Regions from separate parts of the Mus musculus genome. Here all the other regions are linked to region 6. The links are chromatin contacts, called in public HiChIP or PLAC-seq and promoter capture Hi-C maps. All regions are on one chromosome and are shown on one strand. Each heading gives the region's core, a stretch centred on a gene start, on an enhancer-like site or on the middle of the called end of the contact. The rest is flanking DNA. Distances are from core to core; before and after follow the strand shown. Region 1 holds the start of Rec8 (REC8 meiotic recombination protein). Region 2 holds the start of Dcaf11 (DDB1 and CUL4 associated factor 11). Region 3 has its middle 20 kb from the start of Dad1. Region 4 holds the start of Oxa1l (oxidase assembly 1-like). Region 5 holds the start of Cpne6 (copine VI). Region 6 holds the start of Bcl2l2 (BCL2-like 2).

The links. Promoter capture Hi-C pulls out the DNA fragments that hold promoters and counts their contacts. HiChIP or PLAC-seq counts read pairs in DNA pulled down with a chosen protein or histone mark.
Region 1: a promoter capture Hi-C map of liver shows a contact between it and region 6, with 2.2 times the contacts expected there. The contact joins the promoter of Rec8 here to the promoter of Bcl2l2 in region 6. A contact is called at or near these places in 8 of 39 promoter capture datasets (the 3T3-L1 cell line, cranial neural crest, embryonic stem cells and 4 more), 5 of 115 datasets of contacts at active chromatin or transcription factors (bone marrow-derived macrophages, embryonic forebrain, embryonic stem cells and 2 more) and 1 of 9 other capture datasets (embryonic stem cells).
Region 2: a promoter capture Hi-C map of liver shows a contact between it and region 6, with 6 times the contacts expected there. The contact joins the promoter of Dcaf11 here to the promoter of Bcl2l2 in region 6. A contact is called at or near these places in 14 of 39 promoter capture datasets (the 3T3-L1 cell line, the C10 cell line, the HPC-7 cell line and 9 more), 1 of 484 Hi-C or Micro-C datasets (rod photoreceptor), 8 of 115 datasets of contacts at active chromatin or transcription factors (bone marrow-derived macrophages, embryonic stem cells, memory CD8 T cells and 2 more) and 3 of 9 other capture datasets (adipose tissue, embryonic stem cells and macrophages).
Region 3: a contact with region 6 is called in a FOXA1 HiChIP or PLAC-seq map of pancreatic cancer cells. The contact joins the enhancer-like site here to the promoter of Bcl2l2 in region 6. A contact is called at or near these places in 2 of 39 promoter capture datasets (the 3T3-L1 cell line and pre-B cells), 3 of 484 Hi-C or Micro-C datasets (CD4 T cells, embryonic stem cells and erythroblasts), 3 of 115 datasets of contacts at active chromatin or transcription factors (double positive thymocytes, neural tube and pancreatic cancer cells) and 1 of 9 other capture datasets (liver).
Region 4: a contact with region 6 is called in a promoter capture Hi-C map of liver, with 2.6 times the contacts expected there. The contact joins the promoter of Oxa1l here to the promoter of Bcl2l2 in region 6. A contact is called at or near these places in 2 of 39 promoter capture datasets (liver and pre-B cells) and 2 of 484 Hi-C or Micro-C datasets (CD4 T cells and neutrophils).
Region 5: a promoter capture Hi-C map of hippocampal neurons shows a contact between it and region 6, with 4 times the contacts expected there. The contact joins the promoter of Cpne6 here to the promoter of Bcl2l2 in region 6. A contact is called at or near these places in 7 of 39 promoter capture datasets (the C10 cell line, cranial neural crest, embryonic stem cells and 4 more), 2 of 484 Hi-C or Micro-C datasets (embryonic stem cells and neurons) and 1 of 115 datasets of contacts at active chromatin or transcription factors (bone marrow-derived macrophages).

The regions. Positions count from the first base shown.
Region 1 is chr14:55,616,904-55,619,603 of GRCm38.p6, reverse strand. It overlaps Rec8 (REC8 meiotic recombination protein), which reads right to left and starts at 1,438. Exons shown (of 20, transcript NM_020002.3): 1 at 1,251-1,438; 2 at 946-1,058; 3 at 794-862; 4 at 564-706; 5 at 408-483; 6 at 1-24. The coding sequence starts at 1,001.
Region 2 is chr14:55,558,294-55,561,291 of GRCm38.p6, reverse strand. Dcaf11 (DDB1 and CUL4 associated factor 11) reads right to left here and starts at 1,263. Exons shown (of 15, transcript NM_133734.3): 1 at 1,171-1,263; 2 at 1-82. The coding sequence starts at 4.
Region 3 is chr14:54,232,148-54,235,088 of GRCm38.p6, reverse strand. No RefSeq gene overlaps it. Among named protein-coding and RNA genes, the nearest start is that of Dad1, 20 kb to the left of the region's middle. Within about 2 kb of position 1,623, at least 138 of the 459 cell types and tissues checked have an H3K27ac peak or open chromatin away from gene starts, as enhancers often do. A contact at or near this core is called in double positive thymocytes, embryonic stem cells, pancreatic cancer cells and 1 more, where this site is marked.
Region 4 is chr14:54,359,417-54,362,116 of GRCm38.p6, reverse strand. It overlaps Oxa1l (oxidase assembly 1-like), which reads right to left and starts at 1,276. Exons shown (of 10, transcript NM_026936.3): 1 at 1,200-1,276; 2 at 649-795. The coding sequence starts at 1,262.
Region 5 is chr14:55,508,926-55,511,932 of GRCm38.p6, reverse strand. Cpne6 (copine VI) reads right to left here and starts at 1,488. Exons shown (of 17, transcript NM_001360193.1): 1 at 1,224-1,488.
Region 6 is chr14:54,882,108-54,885,051 of GRCm38.p6, reverse strand. It overlaps Bcl2l2 (BCL2-like 2), which reads right to left and starts at 1,627. Exons shown (of 4, transcript NM_007537.1): 1 at 1,546-1,627; 2 at 1,168-1,255; 3 at 239-678. The coding sequence starts at 670.

The sequences.
Region 1 (2,700 bases), core at 189-2,688, 730 kb before region 6:
CAGTTGGGAAGAAGCAAGCTAGGTCTGGGCGAGAACAGGGATGTAAAGGAGAGAGACTGAGGGTGAGTGGGATGGCTCGGCTGGTAAAGGTGATGCCACCAAACCCCACAGTCCCTAATTTCATCCCTGAATTTGAACTAGCATAAGGAAGAGAGCCCACTTTATTGGCTGTTCTCTGACCTCCACATGCATACAGTGCCCTCTCTCCCTACCCCCTTCCCGATCCTCTACCCCTACTCTCTCTCTCTCTCTCTCTCTCTCCTCTCTCTCTCTCTCTCTCTCTCTCTCTCTCTCTCTCTCTCTCTCTCACACACACACACACACACACACACACACACACACACACACACACACAATGCACGAGGCCAAGCAGCTTGGTATGGATGGTTTCAGTCCCAGGGCCTCACAGGTCAGCCTCCTCCATATCAATGCGAATCCGCAGCTGGGCACGATGTAGGTGCTCCAGGATATGCTGGATGTCTTCTGTGGGTGAAAACGGTAAAATAAACAACCTAGTCATGGCTCCTTCAGCTCTAGCCCACCTCTGGAGTCTCTAGCCTTACCCACAAGGTACTGGCACTGTTGAAAGTAGACCCTTATCACACCAATCTGAAGCTGGGCGGAGAGATAGAGGGAGAAGCGGGGGCGGGGCAGCCCGGCCACCGGAGGTTGCACTCTTACCAGCACATAATTGAGGATTTCCTCGCTGGGAGAACAAGAAGCCCTGATCAATGCAACACCCAAAAACCAGAAGCCCCACACCAGCGATTCCTCCCTCTTTTCTGGATCTTACCAGGTCTTTACCACATTCACATTTAGGTATTCACGCTTCACCAAACGGCTGCCTCGGGTTGCTGCCAGCCTGGAGGGGTGGGGGCAGGAACGGCTTGTCAAGGGGAGATCCCACTACCTGGCTCCTGGCATAGCCATCAGCCCTGTGCTCACCAGATGGTGGCGAAGCAGCCTGTGTGGCGCTGAAGCACGTTAGGATAGTAGAACATCTTTGCTCCTGGGTTCACCTTCCCTGCACCAATCCCGTTTGGATCTCAATCCGAATTCTTGAGAATACGAGATTTCCAGCACCATTGAAGAGTAGGAATTTGGACGGGGGTGTGGTAGATATGGATGCAAAAAGCCCAATTAGTAAAACGACTGACTATACAACTGAATTAGGAGGTAACCAAAGACACAGGAGCTAAGCATCCCTCCTTTGGCCATTCCTAAAAAGGTCTGCACAACGCGCACCATACCATCAGGATTCTGTCCAGGCAGAGATGCGGAGCTCCAAGAAAAACCCGGGCAGAGACACAGAACAGATCTTCAAAGAAGACTGAGTCCTCTTCTGGTCAAGAGGCCTTCTTCGACTCTGCTGCCCGCCACCACCACCACCACCACCACCACCACCGCCGCCGCCGCCGTAGTCGTCGTCGTTGAGCTTCTGGACCTTGCTCTAGGTCCTGTCGCCCTCCAGCGGGATCAGGTGCACACTCTCCAAGGCTTTGTACCACCGACAGCCAATGAGAAGCCGCGCCAGAAGAAACTCAAAGACTCCTGGAGCCAGGCAGCAGAACTCAGTTCCAGGCCATAGGCTCTTGGAGAATAGTCGCCAGCCAATCACGAGAATTCTGAGCGCTACCAAGGCATTGTGAGGTGTTCTGGCCAATGGCCTCTCGTTCTCGGGTAGTAACAAGGACTTCGCCAAGGTGCAAAGCTGACCAATAAACGGAGAGAAAATCCAGTCTCTCTCCCTGGCGACAGCTGACAAAGTATCTTTTAGGAGCCGGGGTCATGTGAAGGGCAGATGCCTTGGTGCTGTTTATGATACAGAGATGTAAGAGAAGGTACCTTGCCTGAGCATAGGACCTGTCCTTACTCCTAAATTTCACCAACCCGATTTTGTGCCCAGTAAGGGTCTGTGCTGTGCTAAGTGCAAGAAACTGTGTGAGGTGGCCTTTTATTCAACAAGAAAGAAAACAGCCAAGGGAGCTGTAACTACAAACTCCTATAATCTCAGCTGCTACTTGGAAGGGAGGCAGGTTCAAAGCCAGCCTAGACAATTTGAACACTAGCTCTAAGCAAAAAACAAAACAGGCCAAGAGTGGTGTGCACACCTCTTGAAGGGACTGAGGTAGCAGAATAAACTCTACTATAAGCTGCTGTACTTGGAAAAAGCTACTGCCTGCTGTCCTTGAAGCGATATGCCCCCCAGCATTGAGAGGCCAACATTCCTTTACCCTTTCATGTAATGCCAGGGCTAAGAAACCCCTGCTTGCAGGTTTTTTTCCTTTATAAACCCCTTCACCTAGAGCTGGGGTCACTCTCCTTCCTGTTCCATCAGGAAGGTTTGTAGCCCAAGCTCGAGCTTGAATAAAGACTCTCACAAGTATTTGCATCAGAATTGGGGGCCCTGGTGGTCTCTTGGGGAAGCAGGGGTCTCATGAGCTGGGCATAATACTTTTATCTCAGCAACAGGAGGATCTCTTAAGAGTTTGAGACTGGCCTGGTCTACAGACCAGTTAGGGAGAGATAATGAAATCCTGTCTCAAAAAAAAAAAAAAAAAAAAAGTAAAAAGTAAAAAGTAAAAACTGGGCTGGAGATGTGGAAATGTAGCTCAGTCGTAGAAAGCCTGACTGGCATATATGTGTATATACATATATACACATATGCATATTCACATATATACATATGTACACACATAC
Region 2 (2,998 bases), core at 14-2,513, 680 kb before region 6:
CCATCTTCTGGTTACAGCATCCTTATGTCTTGCGCAGGGGCTGCTCCTGTCTCCAACTTGGGTTTGGTGAAAGCAAAGCCTGCTGTAGAAATACCAGGGTTTCCAGAAACGGGGCAGAAGCTATCTTTAGAGGGGTGACCCCTCCAGGAGACTGAGATTTCCTTCTCTTTAGCTATGACAGCTCCCAGGGTATCGGGAACATAAACCTTTCTCAATCCTGTGAAGCAAAGAAAGCCATATGAAACCTAGGGTGCAACCCTACCGTACTAATCAGAGTCCACGAAGAGGAATTTCCCATTTTCCTAACCAAACTCACCTATCAAAGTCCCCGGCCCGGGATGGCTGAATCCCAGATAACCTCTCCGACTGACCAATCAAAACCCCTTGCGGAAGAACGCATTTCACTAGCTTATCTCACACAACCAACCAGAGGCGTTAGAACTCAGACCCCCCCCACGCCTCCCTCTACTGACCAATCAGAGCAATTTCTTGCACGGGCCGGCAGCATCAACAGCCAATGAGGTTAGAAGTCAGCCTAACACCCCCTCCAGTTTAGCTTCACGCCCACGTGGTGCGCCGGGGGTGTGTACAACAGGGGGAGGGAAAATGGAGAAGCACCTCCCCCCGGCGTCTGGCGGTTACCGCCCCACGCGAGACCACCCACCAGCCAGGAGCTGTCGCAGGACCCGCAGGGGCGAGGCCCTGTTTACAGCGACTATCGCTGCGGCGCCGGCTAACAGCTCCTCAGTCGCGAGCCTCGTCCGTCACGCTTCTGGCGGCCAGGCCTGCTGACGTCACTCGACGCTCCAAGCAGTCCCTCCCCCTCGGCCCTCTGATTGGATAGCTGAGACCTGTGATTGATAGGTGGGCTGGGGAACTTGCTCAACCCAAGAGGGGCGTTTAGTCGTAGCGGACTGGAATTGGCTGCGACCTGCATTAGACGTAGCGGAACTAGACATCAAGTCTGCGAGGTGGTCCCTTAAGGTCGCTTGGCCTCGAGTGGTTTGTTTGTTTGTTTGTTTTTTACTGCGTGCCCAATCGCTCCTATTCCCTCAGCTCCCAGCAACCCCAGTTCAACCGTTTTCCCCTGGCTGTAGCGCTAGCGGCCTGTCGAAAGCAGTCCTCACTGGTGGGACCTGGGCCTCTCCACCCTGCTGTGTACACGCTTACCAGCGGGGGTCTTGTCTGACGACCCCTGGCTTCCTTTCTTGGTCTTTGCATACGCTCCCTAAGTGCCGCGGCCGTCCCCGGAGCCTTTCCGGTTGCCTTAGTGCGCACGCGCCCCTTGGGTCTGGGCTTTGCCGACCGTCCCTAGGCTTCTGTCGCTCGCCACCTCCCGTTGGTTTATGAGTAACTAGGGTGAGTCCAAGGCCAACCCTACCTTGTCTGGGATGGTTTCCTAGGCCAGAGAGGCGGGCGATGTCGGCCTTGGCCCAGAGGTGGGCCATCGCGAGGACACCTCAGCTCCCGGGGCGAGCATGTGACAGGTTCTGTGTCAGGTTTCCTGGTCTCTAGGCCGGAGACCCCAACATTTTCTCCCGATCCACGCAGGTTGTCACTGCCTTAAAATTCTTAACTGTAAACAAGCGCCCAGCATTTTGTTCTTTGGCTGGTCTCCATTAATTATGTGGACAGGTATTTCAAACATACACGGAACTTTCAGGATTCCTAGGTATTTGGGTTATTTGGCCTGGAAAGTCTGTAATAATTTTAGTATTTTTCCTTCCTTATTACTCTTCTAGTTCTTACAAGTTCTGTAGATATTTTTTAACTGATTACTTGAGGTTATTTTCACAGTGGCTGTTTTTCCACATTTCAGACTTCTTCCACTCCTTGATCTGCTCAAGTCTACTCTTAAAAGTATTTCGTTCTTAAGAGCTGACTGTTTTTTCGTTTTTTTATTACTTCAAATACAGACTTCCCAACCTGATTGTCTTTTTACTTCATTCGAAAATTTTGTCTGCCAATCAAATGTGCCTAGAAGTGCCTTATTTCTACTGGTACACCCTTTCAGAATGTCTAATCTGAGAGATGCTTTATCTTTTTAACCAGTCCTAGCCAGCCCTCATAGCCCTAAACTGTGACCTAGTGATACTGCTATCTGTAATCAAACTTGGACCTACATAAAAATGTATGTTCTGCTTAACAATCACTGATAATAGTGGGATACTGGAAATAAAAGAAATCCAAATATACAATAAGAGGTTGGTTAAATAAATTATGGTCAGTTTTGTACAGTTATAAAAATACCTGGTAGCCACTGAAATGAATTTTTTAGTGGGTTAGGAATATGTCTCTATGGGAGAGTGCTTGCTTGGCATTCTGTATATACTGGGTTCAGTGTATACATTGAACACACACACACACACACACATACACACCAAACAACAACAAAAACCCAATGTTGCTGCAGTTCTTCATAAAATAAAAATAACCGAGGGCTGGAGAGATGGCTCAGTGGTTAAGAGCACCGACTGCTCTGCTGAAGGTCCTGAGTTCAAATCCCAGCAACCACATGGAGGCTCACAACCATCTGTAATGAGATCTGACGCCCTCTTCTGGTGCATCTGAAGACAGCTACAGTGTACTTAGATATAATAATAAATAAATCTTTTAAAAAAAATAACCAAGTTTGGGCCAGTGAGATAGTGAGATGCTTCAGCAGGTAAGGGTGTTTGCTAGGTAATGGTGCTTACTAGGAAGTCTGGGGTTTTTGTTTTTGTTTGTTTGTTTGTTTTTCGAGACTGGGTTTCTCTGTAAATCCCTGGCTGTCCTGGAACTCACTCTGTAGTCCAGGCTGGCCTCGACCTCAGAAATCCACCTGCCTCTGCCTCCCAAGTGCCGGCATTAAAGGCGTGTGCCACCATGCCCAGCTACTACTAAGTCTTATGACTTGAGAGAGAATGGACTCCTACAAATTGTTCTCAGAACTCCTCATGCATACCTCCCTACTCACCCACACCCACCCAAAGAAGTAAATACAAATTTGAAAAATCCA
Region 3 (2,941 bases), core at 374-2,873, 650 kb after region 6:
CTGCAGGCAGGTGTGTCTGTGTATTGCATTCTGTGTGACTCTGTGTGTACGAGAGGTTGTCTGTGCTGCCTGTGGCATGTGACTGGCGTGTGTGCGCGTGCACGGGTGTTGATTTCTCTCACATTGTTTCCCAAAGCTCCCTCACAAGCCTTGGTCTCACGTCACAGTTGTCTTCAGAGGGTCCAGTTCTCCTGAAGTAGGTCAGGAAATGAAGCTCAGATTTGTGCTTAAGACCATAGGTCTTCACAGGAGATCACTTTAAAGACAAAGCCGGAGTAGAGTAGCGTCTGCTGGCTGAAGTCTAGGCATCCTGTATCCAGTGAGCTCTGTGTCTCTCAGGAGCAGTAAGTTTGCCATATATGGGGAACAGCCCTGTCGTGTTCCCCTGAAGCTGATTACCAAATGACCCGTGCTCCAGAAGCCCTCCCATAGGACTGCACGCTGCCATAGGCTGAGGAACTCACGCTTCTGTTGCCCGGGTCACACTGGATCAAATCAGTCTCGGGTGTAGCTGACTACCCCTATCCTGGATGATTGAGGCTTGCCATTCAGTGGGTAGTCGGCCATTAGTGGTACTGGCCACTGTTGGAGCTGTTGGAAAAGGAGACTCCCAGGCCTTACCCCCAAGCGACAGAAGCAAAGCTTTGCATTTTAACACGGTGCCAGGTGGTGGTGTGCACCCGGAAGTCTGAGATGCCCGCATTTCCAGCTCTGGGTGTATCCTGCAACTACCCGGAAGCTTAACAGAGCTTGAGCCTCTCCATTCTTTATTAGCTCTTTGCTTAGCTAGACATACTCCAGAGTGAGTTAACAAGCCTTTTAGGAATGGTTGGGTTCAATATAATGACAAAACCTGGCAGGGGTCCTGTGGGCCAAGGCCTAGCACTGAGGAGAAGTTCACTAGGATGGCTGAGCGATCAGTGTGCTCGACACTCGTGCAGACATCCTGCAGCTTTCCCCGGAGAAGTGGATGAGGTTTACTTTGGATTCAATAAGCAGATATTTCAGATATGAAAAGCAATCGGACTTTAAGAGCAAAGGAAGACGTCACAACAGTACGCGTGAAGATTTACATTTCTCGCAGTGGCTTAGAGCCACCTGGGCCGGGTACTAGTTTCCAGGCGCAGATCTGCTTTTGTCTCGGGGTTGTGATTTTCCCCTTGGACTAGCCTTGGCGGCAGGCGTAGCTTGTTGTGAGTTTGTACCGTTTACAACAGTACAAACTACTTTCAGGGGTCTTGAGTTCAAATTTGAAAATGCACCATAGGCTTGCTGTAGACTTTAGTTAGCTTGCTCTGTGGCTCTCAGTTCCATACGCACAGAGAGGCTAACCGTGGGTTATTCCTCAACTAGGGAAGGGCCTTCCACAAGGCTCCCCGGGCGGAGGGGTTGGTTTTGCTGACTCAGGTACTGTATGGGCTGAGGGATGGATGTCCTGCTGTTTCCTGCAGCTTCCAGCTCACACCTCCTCTGTGTGTGTGTGTGGGGGGGGGGGTTATTTTTATTTCCTGTGTTCAATCTGTGGGGCTGCAAGCCATTTACCACAACTACTGTACATTGTTCCTTGCTCGGCAGTGGTGGGAAACAGCCCTTTGCACCCTCTGCCTACACACTTCCTGTCACCACGGCATGCAAATGTTCCTCCTGCTTCCTCTCCCGGCAGCCTGCACCTCTGCTCTTTGATCACGTCTGTGATCTTGGCCCACAAAGCGCTCTTGTTATGATTGTTGGAACATACTTGGGGGAAGTGACAGAGATTTGTTCCCTTCTTTGGGAAAGTCAGCAAGCCAGCCAGCATCAGCTAGTTTCCAGCACCTGGAAGCTACTAGCTCAGTTGTAGTTCTGGTGGGTTGTGGACTGGAAGTCTAGGCTAGTGTTTGGGTGCCTCATGACTTAAGATTTATCTTAGGGTTTTCATTGCTGTGATAAAACGCCATGGGGTGGGGTGGGGGGTGGAAGCCCCATGGGAGGAAAGGGTTTGTTTCAGTTTACAGCTGAAATCCATCAGTCGGGGAATCGGGGAAGTCGGGGCAGGAATGCAAGGCAGGAGCTGATGCTCAAACCAGGGGTGAAAGCTGCCTGCTGCCTTACAATACCTTGCTCAGCCTGCTTTCTTATAGCAGGGCCAGCTTGCTCAGGGTGGCACCACCTACAATGGGTTGGGCTTTCCCTCATCAGTTACTAAGAAAATGCCCCCACAGGCTTGCCCATCAATCTGAGGGGGACTTTTTTCAATTGACATCCCTTTTCCCAAATGATTCCAGACTGTCAAACTGACATGAGAACTAGCCAGTATAAGACGATAGCTAATTAAAAAAAAAAAAAATTTTTTTTTCCCCTGGGTATGTGTGGTCCTTTACCTTGAATAAGAACTTTAGTGAGAAAGAAAAAAATGAGAATTTCTGTCAGACTAGACAGAAATATTTTACTTACTTAATTTTGAATTTATAAGTCTGAGCACACATTTTTTTTTTTCCTAATGTGGGCAGCCCGGTATTGTGGAATGTGCTTTGCATGATGTAAAGTGTTGAATTGAGACTGTGTTCCGCTACATATTGTCTTTTGAACCTTAGAGGACCCTCTGTCTGTACAATTCTGTAAATAATTAATTAGGCGCCTGGGCTGTGCCCAGTAGGCATGGGCTATAAAGATAAGAAGCAGCCTCGCTGTCTAGGGGGTGAGTAAACCCACTTATGCCCTGTGTGTCTCGCACAGTATCAAGTGCCTGTTCCCGTCTGCTGTTGAAGTTCTATGATCCCGTGAGGTTCTCTAATCTCACAGGGATGTAGTCTCCTTTCTCCAAGTGGGGAGGTGGAGCGTTGGGTTGCCAGTGTTAGGATGTGAATCTTCTTTCTGACTCAAAGCATTTATTTGCTTTGGATGAGCTAATGACTAATGAGTCTGGGAGCGGTGATGCTTCACGCATCAGCTACAGATTCAC
Region 4 (2,700 bases), core at 27-2,526, 520 kb after region 6:
ACTTTGTAGACCAGGCTGGCCTCGAACTCAGAAATCCACCTGCCTCTGCCTCTCAAGTGCTGGGACTAAAGGCGTGCGCCACCAACCGCCAGGCTTAATTTTTTTTTATCTTGTGTGTGTGATGTATGTAGGCATGCATGCCACAGCATGTGTGGAAGTCAGAGATGAACTTTGTGTGGCGCCTTCTTCCTTCATTATTTATTTATTTATTTTTTTTCATTTTTGAGACAAGGTCACACTACACAGCTCTATGTTGACCAGGCTGGTTTTGAATTCAGAGATCTATCCATCTCTGCCTCCCAAGTGCTGGGGTTACTAGGATTGTGCCACAACCTGCTCCACCTTTACTTGGGTTCCAGGGTTGGCACTCGGTTTACCAGGGTTGCAATAGCAAGAGCTTTTGTACAGCAGGGTCATTTTGCCTGCCCTACAAATTTCTCAGCACTTTTAGGCATTTCCTCACTGAGTTGCCTGAGATGAGAATCTACTTCTACTCCAAACAGGTTAATATTAGGAGGAACTTAGGAGGAGTGTGAGAACTCTGCTACACATTCACTGTCTCCCGCAAAACAAAACAAACAAAACAACACAGAACCAAAAGAAAGGGGCCAAGAAGTCGTGCTCCTTTCCTCAGCGGGAACCTCTTACCTGGGCTTCTGCAAAGAGGGTGGCAGATGTACTGATGCAGCGAGGAGTGAAGACGGCGAGAAGAGCACAGGGTGGCCGCCCGTTACCCCGGCGGGCTGCGAGGAGCTCGGCGGCCAGCGGTCTCAGGGACACTGCGACGCTATGGTACTGACCATGTGAAAGGAAGGGAAGGCCTTGAGTCCCAGCCGACCCGCCTCTCCCGCAGACAGCCTGCGGTTGCAGCAGTGGGGCGCTGCAACTCTGCTCGCACAGACTACAGGCCCCGAAGCCATGCACTGGAGCGTGCAGGGTGCAGCTCCGGTTAGGGTCTCCCGCATCCTGTTACCGAAGCCCGGGGACGGGGCCCAGAGGTCACGGCTCAGGGTCGCAGGCAGTTTCCAAACAGCTACAGAGAAACCAGGCCACCAACCCCGGGACGTAACCCGGTGGTGCCCTCACGCGACCGGAGGTCATGACTCGCAGGTCGCAGTGACCAGGTCAGCATCTGCTCGTGACCTCAGCTCAGGTGACAAGGACAAGGCAGCATCCCCGCGCTTTGGACGGAACCTTACCGAACGCTGGGGTCGTAGGAGTCGCAGAAGCTGCCAGCGACCGCACACTAAATTCCTCGCCATCTTGCCGGGAAGAGGGAACTTACTCTCGCGCACGCGCACTCAGAACTTTGACGCTGCGGGGGAGGCCATTTTGGAAATGGGCAGGCAGTCAGACCTGACGTCACAGATCAGGTAGTGAGGGAGAATGAAGACAGGCGATGGTATTTGAAGTGGTTTAAAAAAGTCAAGATTCCGCAGAGATTGAAACTAAGAGACAGAGGCAGGCGGATTTCTGAGTTCGAGGCCAGCTTGGTCTACAAAGTGAGTTCCAGGACAACAGCCAGGACTATACAGAGAAACCCTGTCTCGAAAATCAAAAAAAAAAAAAAAAAAAAAAAAAAAAAAGAAAAGAAACTAAGAGACAGGATGCGCTGTTAAGTGGCAGTGTAAACATAGCATATTTCCTGTTTTCCCTTCCATTTCCCAAACTGTAATTGTTCCCTGGGTTAAAATAATTCTTGGATTAAAAATGGCCTTTACTCTTGGAATAGTGCCTCAAATCTATAATCCCAGCATTTGGGAGGCGGAGGCAGGAGGATTGCCTAAAATTCGAGGTGAATCTTGGTTACCTATTGTGTTTAAGGCTAGCCAGGACTGCAGAGAGACCCTGCCTGTCACAAGAAGATAATGAATAAACAAAATCTCAAACTAGAATTAACCCCACAAACAGGCAAACCAGAAAGGCGAAAACAATAGCTTTTACATCTGTGCTTGGCGTGGGTTTTTTCTTACTGCAAGGTAATATTGTAATTACAGATCCAATGAAATTTGAAAGTAGCCTGGAATCTGACAAAGCTATAGGGAAGGCAGTTTCCGGGAAATAACCGAGGAAACTAAAGATGAAAGTTGAACTTGATGTCTTGGATCTGTTGTCTCAAGATTGTTACTATCTATTTGTAGATTTTGTTGTGTATTTTTTGAAACTAAAAGCTTCCCTAAAGCATAAATTGAAATAAGGTGGGTATGGTGCTGCACGCCTGTGATCCCAGCACTGAAGAGGAAGCTGACTCAGGTAAGTGGTGAGTTCAAGGCCAGCCAGGGTTAAAAATGGAGACCTTATCTTAAAAAAAAAAAGTAATGTGAAAAATAAATTACTGCTCAGGAAGGAGGGGGTTGATCACATATACTTCTTCATATGCTACTAGATACTTTGGAGGAATAAAAACTTATTTATTTCATAGATGTCGTGTGTTGTATGAGTGTACATTCTCGGAGGCCAGAAGAGGGATGGAGTTAGAGGTGTTTGTTGCATAAGTGTTGGGATCTGAACTCTGGTATTCACCATGGTGCAGCAAATAGTCTTAACCGCTGAGCCATATCCAACCCCGAAATTTGCGACTTTTATTTTGGAGAGAGAGAGAGAGAGAGAGAGAGAGAGAGAGAGAGAGAGAGAGTGTGTGTGTGTGTGTGTGTGTGTGCGTGCACATATTCTTATGTATGTACATAGCAGCTCACAACC
Region 5 (3,007 bases), core at 239-2,738, 630 kb before region 6:
CTCTTGGGGGTCCTGGACCCACCCGTTGCTCTTCTTCTTGAGGTCCTGGGGTCCTAAGGACAAGCTCTTCCCCTGCCCTGGTTGACTTCCTTGATGCTTTAAGCAGCAAAGAGCAGGAGTCCAGAGTCCCGTGCCTCTGTCACTCTGCCAGCCTAGGTGTCATGGATGGGGCTGGAAAAGACTGGAGGACTGGGATAGAAGTGGGTTCCTGGCAGCCTCGGCTCCTAGGCCATCGATTGATTTCTGCTTACTGCTGTCTCAGCACCTTCTGCTATTTCCCGACTGGTCTATGAGCCAGTGCTGCACTCAGTCTTGGCACCAGGGAACCAAACTAGGGCAAGGGGGTGGGGAAGAGGGTGGGGATGCCCTGGAGGTCTGAAGAGGGTGGGCCTCAGGGAAGGAGTCTGCAGTGGACAGGAGGAGACAGGTTGGCAGTGGAAAGGTCTGTGTAAAACTGCCCTGCTGTCTTAGAGTCCCCTACTCACTGTCTGGTTGGCTGATAGGAGAGATAGGTGGTGGGCTTGGGGAGGGAGAATCAGGACTCGGGCTCTGTTGTGAGCTCCTCGGGTGCTTGACAAGCCCACAGTCCTCCCCACCTCCCCTGTTCTCACACTTCTTGGCAACACAGGCACTGTCTCTTAGCGACAGGGTTTTGGGGGAGCCATGGCCCCCACCATGCTGCCCGTGGGATGCATGCGCACCACCCTCCCCCAGCAGAGTCACCAAGCCTCAGGCAGCAGCAGACAGGGGTATGCCGGCCCCGAGTTCATGGCTGGACAGCCCAGCTCTCTGTGCCTGTCCAGATCTCAGGGTGAAGCTATCTGATCCATGCCATGCTTCCTGAGTGAGTGTCCACTGGTGTGCCTGAGTACCCCACCCTCTGTCTGTCCCCCTCTGTCCTGTGTCCCTCTCCAGGAGGGTGTGACAGTCCCGTGTCTCTGTCAGAACCAGGACCGTTCCCTGGCTGGTTACCAGCCAGCCTCCCAAATGATGATAAAGCTTTATAGATATGCGAGGGAGGGTCTGGGCTGCGGCTCTCAGTGACTTCCAGCCACAAGTCTCAGTTAACGTGGAGCCCGTGAGGTAGGCAGGGGCATGTGGTGGAGAGGGGATCAGGTAGGGGTGGCTGGTGACTTCTCTGAGAGCTAGAGGAGATGTTGTTATGGAGACTGGGCCAGGGAAGGCAGGACTCAGGCTGGATTAGGAAGGAAGGATGGGCTCACCTGGGCTCTTAGTGGGGGTCTCCTCTCTCCAGTCTGCAGTCTTCCGCCCTGCCCCTGACTTCCTCGCTGCTCCAGCCGCTGGCGCCAGCTCCGGCTCGGTTCTGCTGCTATTTATGGGGCCTGGATGGGGAGGAGGGGGGCCGCAGCACCAGCTCCCCCCCCCCTGCACAGACTGGCTGGGAGGAAGGAGAGGGGAGGGACAGGGACACTGCCTGGGAGGGAGCCACAGTACTAGGGAGGAGGGCGGGCTGGGGGCAGGCCCAAAGCAGGACCCCCCCGCAGACACAGTGACATACATCTCCTTCACATCACACCCACACCCAGCATCACAGAAACACACACATTGCAGTGGTACGTGCGTGCACGCGCACACACACACACACACACACACACACACACACACACACACATCCACATCCACACGGAGGAAGGATGCGACGCACGGCACCCACGACTCACAGGCTCACACATATCTTGACACTCGCAGGCGCCAGTACATAAACTCACGGTGACACCATGACAGTTATAGCCCCACTGATGCGCACTGGGAAACACACTCTCACAGTACTTTCAACAGTACTACACTTGTTAAGGATATTTGTAGCTACATAGAAAAGAACACTCGGCTGTACTTGTGACACACACACAGACACCTACTCTCACTAACCTGGGATACAACAGAATGTTGATATCCATATACTCCTTAAAAAAAACCATCATGCACCACACTGAATCTCAGGAAATGGCATCCGGTTCCCGAGTTATCCTTTTGTAGGGAAATGAGGACCACGAACATAATGGCCCCACATGGGATCTCATCGTAAGCATACAGCCCGCGTATTGACTGGACATCACCATGATAGACCCGATGGTCTGCCCCACCCCCGCCCCCCAGATCCAACCATTATGGCCACATCTTTGTGGGAGGGGCTGGGTCAGGCACAAAGCTTAAGGAAACAGAAGTTAGTCACTCACAGAGAGCCCAGGGGAACTGAGCAGTTTCTGGACTGCTAATGCCACTGGGGAGACATTTGGGCGTGGTGATGTGGGGGATACTCAGATGTGTTCACTAGGACGCCGGCCATCCCTGTCCCTTAAACTGCTTATGTATTAACTACCTCCTGAGTGCCAGAGACTGGTCAGGTACCGGGGCTTAGTCAGGATAGCTCTTGTGCCTGAGGAGGAAGAGATGTATGAAATAGAAGGACCCACACGGAAATGTTAAGATAATATGAATGCTGTTAACTATAACACATAGTTATGTTCAGGGTAAAATGGAGGCATAATGCAGGAATAAAGCAATCTGAACTTCAAGGAAGGCATCCAGGATGTCAAAAGAGGTTTGGAGGGAGTTCCTGACTTTTAAGATCATATTTGTTAGGCCATACCAGAAATGGCTAACATAAATACAGTATTTTCTTTTCATGTTGTAGAGACCTGTTCTGTATAAGCCACTCTATTGTGGAGGCTTTTCATTTAGGAGTATCCACTGGCAGGGCTGGGGAGAGGGCTCAGCAGTTAGGAGGGCTGGTTGCTCTTCCAGAACCTGGGATCAACTCCCACCACCCACATGGCTGCTCACAACCACTTGTAACTGCAGTCCTAAGGACGCCAATGTCCTCTTTTTGCCACTGTGGGTACTACATGCACAGACATACATACAGGCACGATACCCAAGCACATGAGATAAAAATAAAGGATTTTTAAAAAAACGTTTTATCTACAGAGGGCTGGAGAGATGGCTCAGTGGTTAGAGCACTTGTTGCTCTTGCAAGGAAGCTGGA
Region 6 (2,944 bases), core at 378-2,877:
GTTCTCTGTTTATAAAACTCTATATTCAGTCTTCTGCTTGGGACCGTGAAGCCCATCCAGCTACTACTACATGGTAGCCCTGGAGTACTGTGAGCTTGATGCTCTCAGTCTGATTCCACTTAAATAAGGGAACTCAGCCCTTCCCAGCACAACCCCAGCCTCCCATCAGAGGCCCTATTTTCCCATGAAGACCAACTTTGTAGAGGGATGCGGAGAGCAGCAATTGAGAACTTCTTACCCAGCCCCCACTGCTGTGGATCCAGTCAGCCAGACGTGTCTCCAGGTAGGCCACCATCCAATCCTGCACTTGTCCCACCAAAGGCTCCATTTCTTTGTTGACACTCTCAGCACACAGGGCAGCCCCAAAGACAAAGAATGCCACAAGACGGCCCCAGTTAGGGCCCCCTTGGAAAAGTTCGTCGGAAACCTGGGTGAAGCGTTGCTGGGCTGAGCCTGGGGTCACGTGTAGCTGAGCGGCCAGGTCAGAGAAGGTGCGGCGGAAACGGGTCTCAAACTCGTCTCCAGCAGCCCGCATGGCTTGGTGCAGCGGGTCGGCGGCTGGGCCTTCCCCAGGGCCAGCTCCACAGACATAACCCTTCTGCCTCAGCTTATAGCCTACAAAGTCAGCCACTAGAGCCCGTGTGTCTGGGGTTGAGGCTGGGGTCGCCATCCGGGCGGCTGAAAGGGGCAAGGATGACAGACTGACATAAATATAAGGAAATTATTGACAGAGAGCAAGAAGGGACATTTCCTATTTGATCAAGCTCCTGAGATAGGTGAAATGCTCAGAGGCACTGGGCAGGGCCAAGAAAGAGCAACGGATTTAAGTCATGGGGAGGTTCAGAGCATAAGCAGCTGGCCACGTATAACATGTCAAATTAAGTGTGCAACAGGAAATCTTATTTTTAGACTACTTCAGATTCCTTTCATACGACAGCACCAGCTGTATGCCACCTCTATACACACACACACACACACACACACACACACACACACACACACACACACACACACCCCTTTTTGGCTATAGGAAGGGGCTTAAGACCTCCCCAGGAGCATGATGCGAAGATGTTGGCAGAGGCACAAGATAGGGAGGAGACAGGGGCTGAATAGGAAGATGGGAAAAGCCAAGGGCTGTAATGGGGCAGAAAGGAAGAGGACACTTACCCAGCCTGGATGGCAGCTCTTAGGACCCAGTGCTGGTGGCAGGGAGCCCCCAGCTGAGGCCTTTCATCCTCCCGGCTAGAGTGGAGCCCTGAAAAGGGGAGGGAGAGAGAACTAGGTGGGAAAGGCCTGGGTCTGGCCCGGAAAGAACTGGAACTGCAGCGCCTGGGACTGGGCCCCTACCTCCAAAGCTTTGCCAGCTGTGGGACCGATTCCGTGTTTAATGACTGCCCTCTTGGGAAACCCGGGACCACGGGCTTCCTGCCGACACCATCTCTATTCCCGGTACCCCCAAGAGCAGCCCAAAGGCCCAGCTCCTCCCATTCCCCCACCCTTAGCTGGTCTCCAACCCCGCCCGCCAGCCAGGTTAAGGAATCTCACGGGTCAGGCCGCAGCCGGGATCCGGAATCCGGTTGTTTCCTGGTGGAGGAGCTGGGAGGGAGGGAGGGAGGGAGGGAGAAAGGGAGGAAGGGAAGGAAGGAAGGAGGGAGGAGGGGAGGGCAGGGAGGGAGGGCCCGGCGCCGGGTGATGATGGGACACAGAGATGCGTCCAGAGAGAGGGGCGGGGCTGGGAGGCAGGGCTGGGAAGAGCCACAACTCCAGGAAGAGAGGGCCATTGAAGGGCTGTTCAGAGGCCATAGTGACCTGTGCCGGCTGCCTGCGAAGCCCGCAGTGTCCCCAGAGAAACACACCGGGCCTCAGCAGCTCAGTGCAAATTCAGCATTTCCGGAAGGTCTCTTCTGTTCACGCACTTGTTGAACTTTCCAGCTTGGATTGCGTGCCTAGGAAAAGCAGAGCAGTTCCTATTAAGCTGGGAACAACCTCTTGCCCTTGTGGGGCTAGTAGAAACACTAAACACAAAAATACTTCCCCTCAGGACCTTTAATGCAGTGGGCTCTTCCTTGGCTGGAGTTTCAGCTAGGTATCAAGGTGTCAGGCCTTGGTTTACAGTGTCCACAAGCAATCTTCATCTTTTGTAATCAGATTGATTTTCTTTTCATTTGTTACCCACCACAGGAGTTAATTCTTACTATTTAAAACAAAAATCAAACAATAAAAGGCACAAATTGATACAAGCTTACTAATCTTACACACCCTCTCTAAATACAGGTTACCAATGTTGGGTTAATACCTGTTTTACAGATTACATATATCTATAATTTACATGTGAATATCTACATTCACATATACATGGATTATATATACATTTATCCATACACATATGTTTATATAAATATGTGCTTTTATATATACACATACAATATAAATATGTTTATAAGTATAAATATATATGTTATATATAATTTATAAATGTATCAATATACATATAAATATAAAGTATATCAGTATAGTATATGTAAATATTTTTATATTTTTATATATTCCATATACATATTTATAATATACACATATATGTATATATAATATACATATATCTATTTATATGTGCATTTATGTATATATATATATGTAAAAATATGTATATATAAAAACCGAGTGTGTGTGTATTTTGAAACATGGTTTCTTCTCTGTGTAGCCCTGGCTGCCCTGGAACTCACTTCTATAGAGCAGGCTGGCCTCGATCTCACAGGGATTGGCCTGCCTCTGCCTCAGACACTATGGGATTAAAGGCCCGAGGCACCACTATCCAGCATGTGATAATATCTTTCTGTAGAGCAAGTTTCCAGGGCAAGAAGCTTTCTGACTACAGCAGATCCACAGGAGGGCACTCATCAGTGTGCTGATCCTCCCACCTCTCCCCCCACCCAGGACTCCTGAA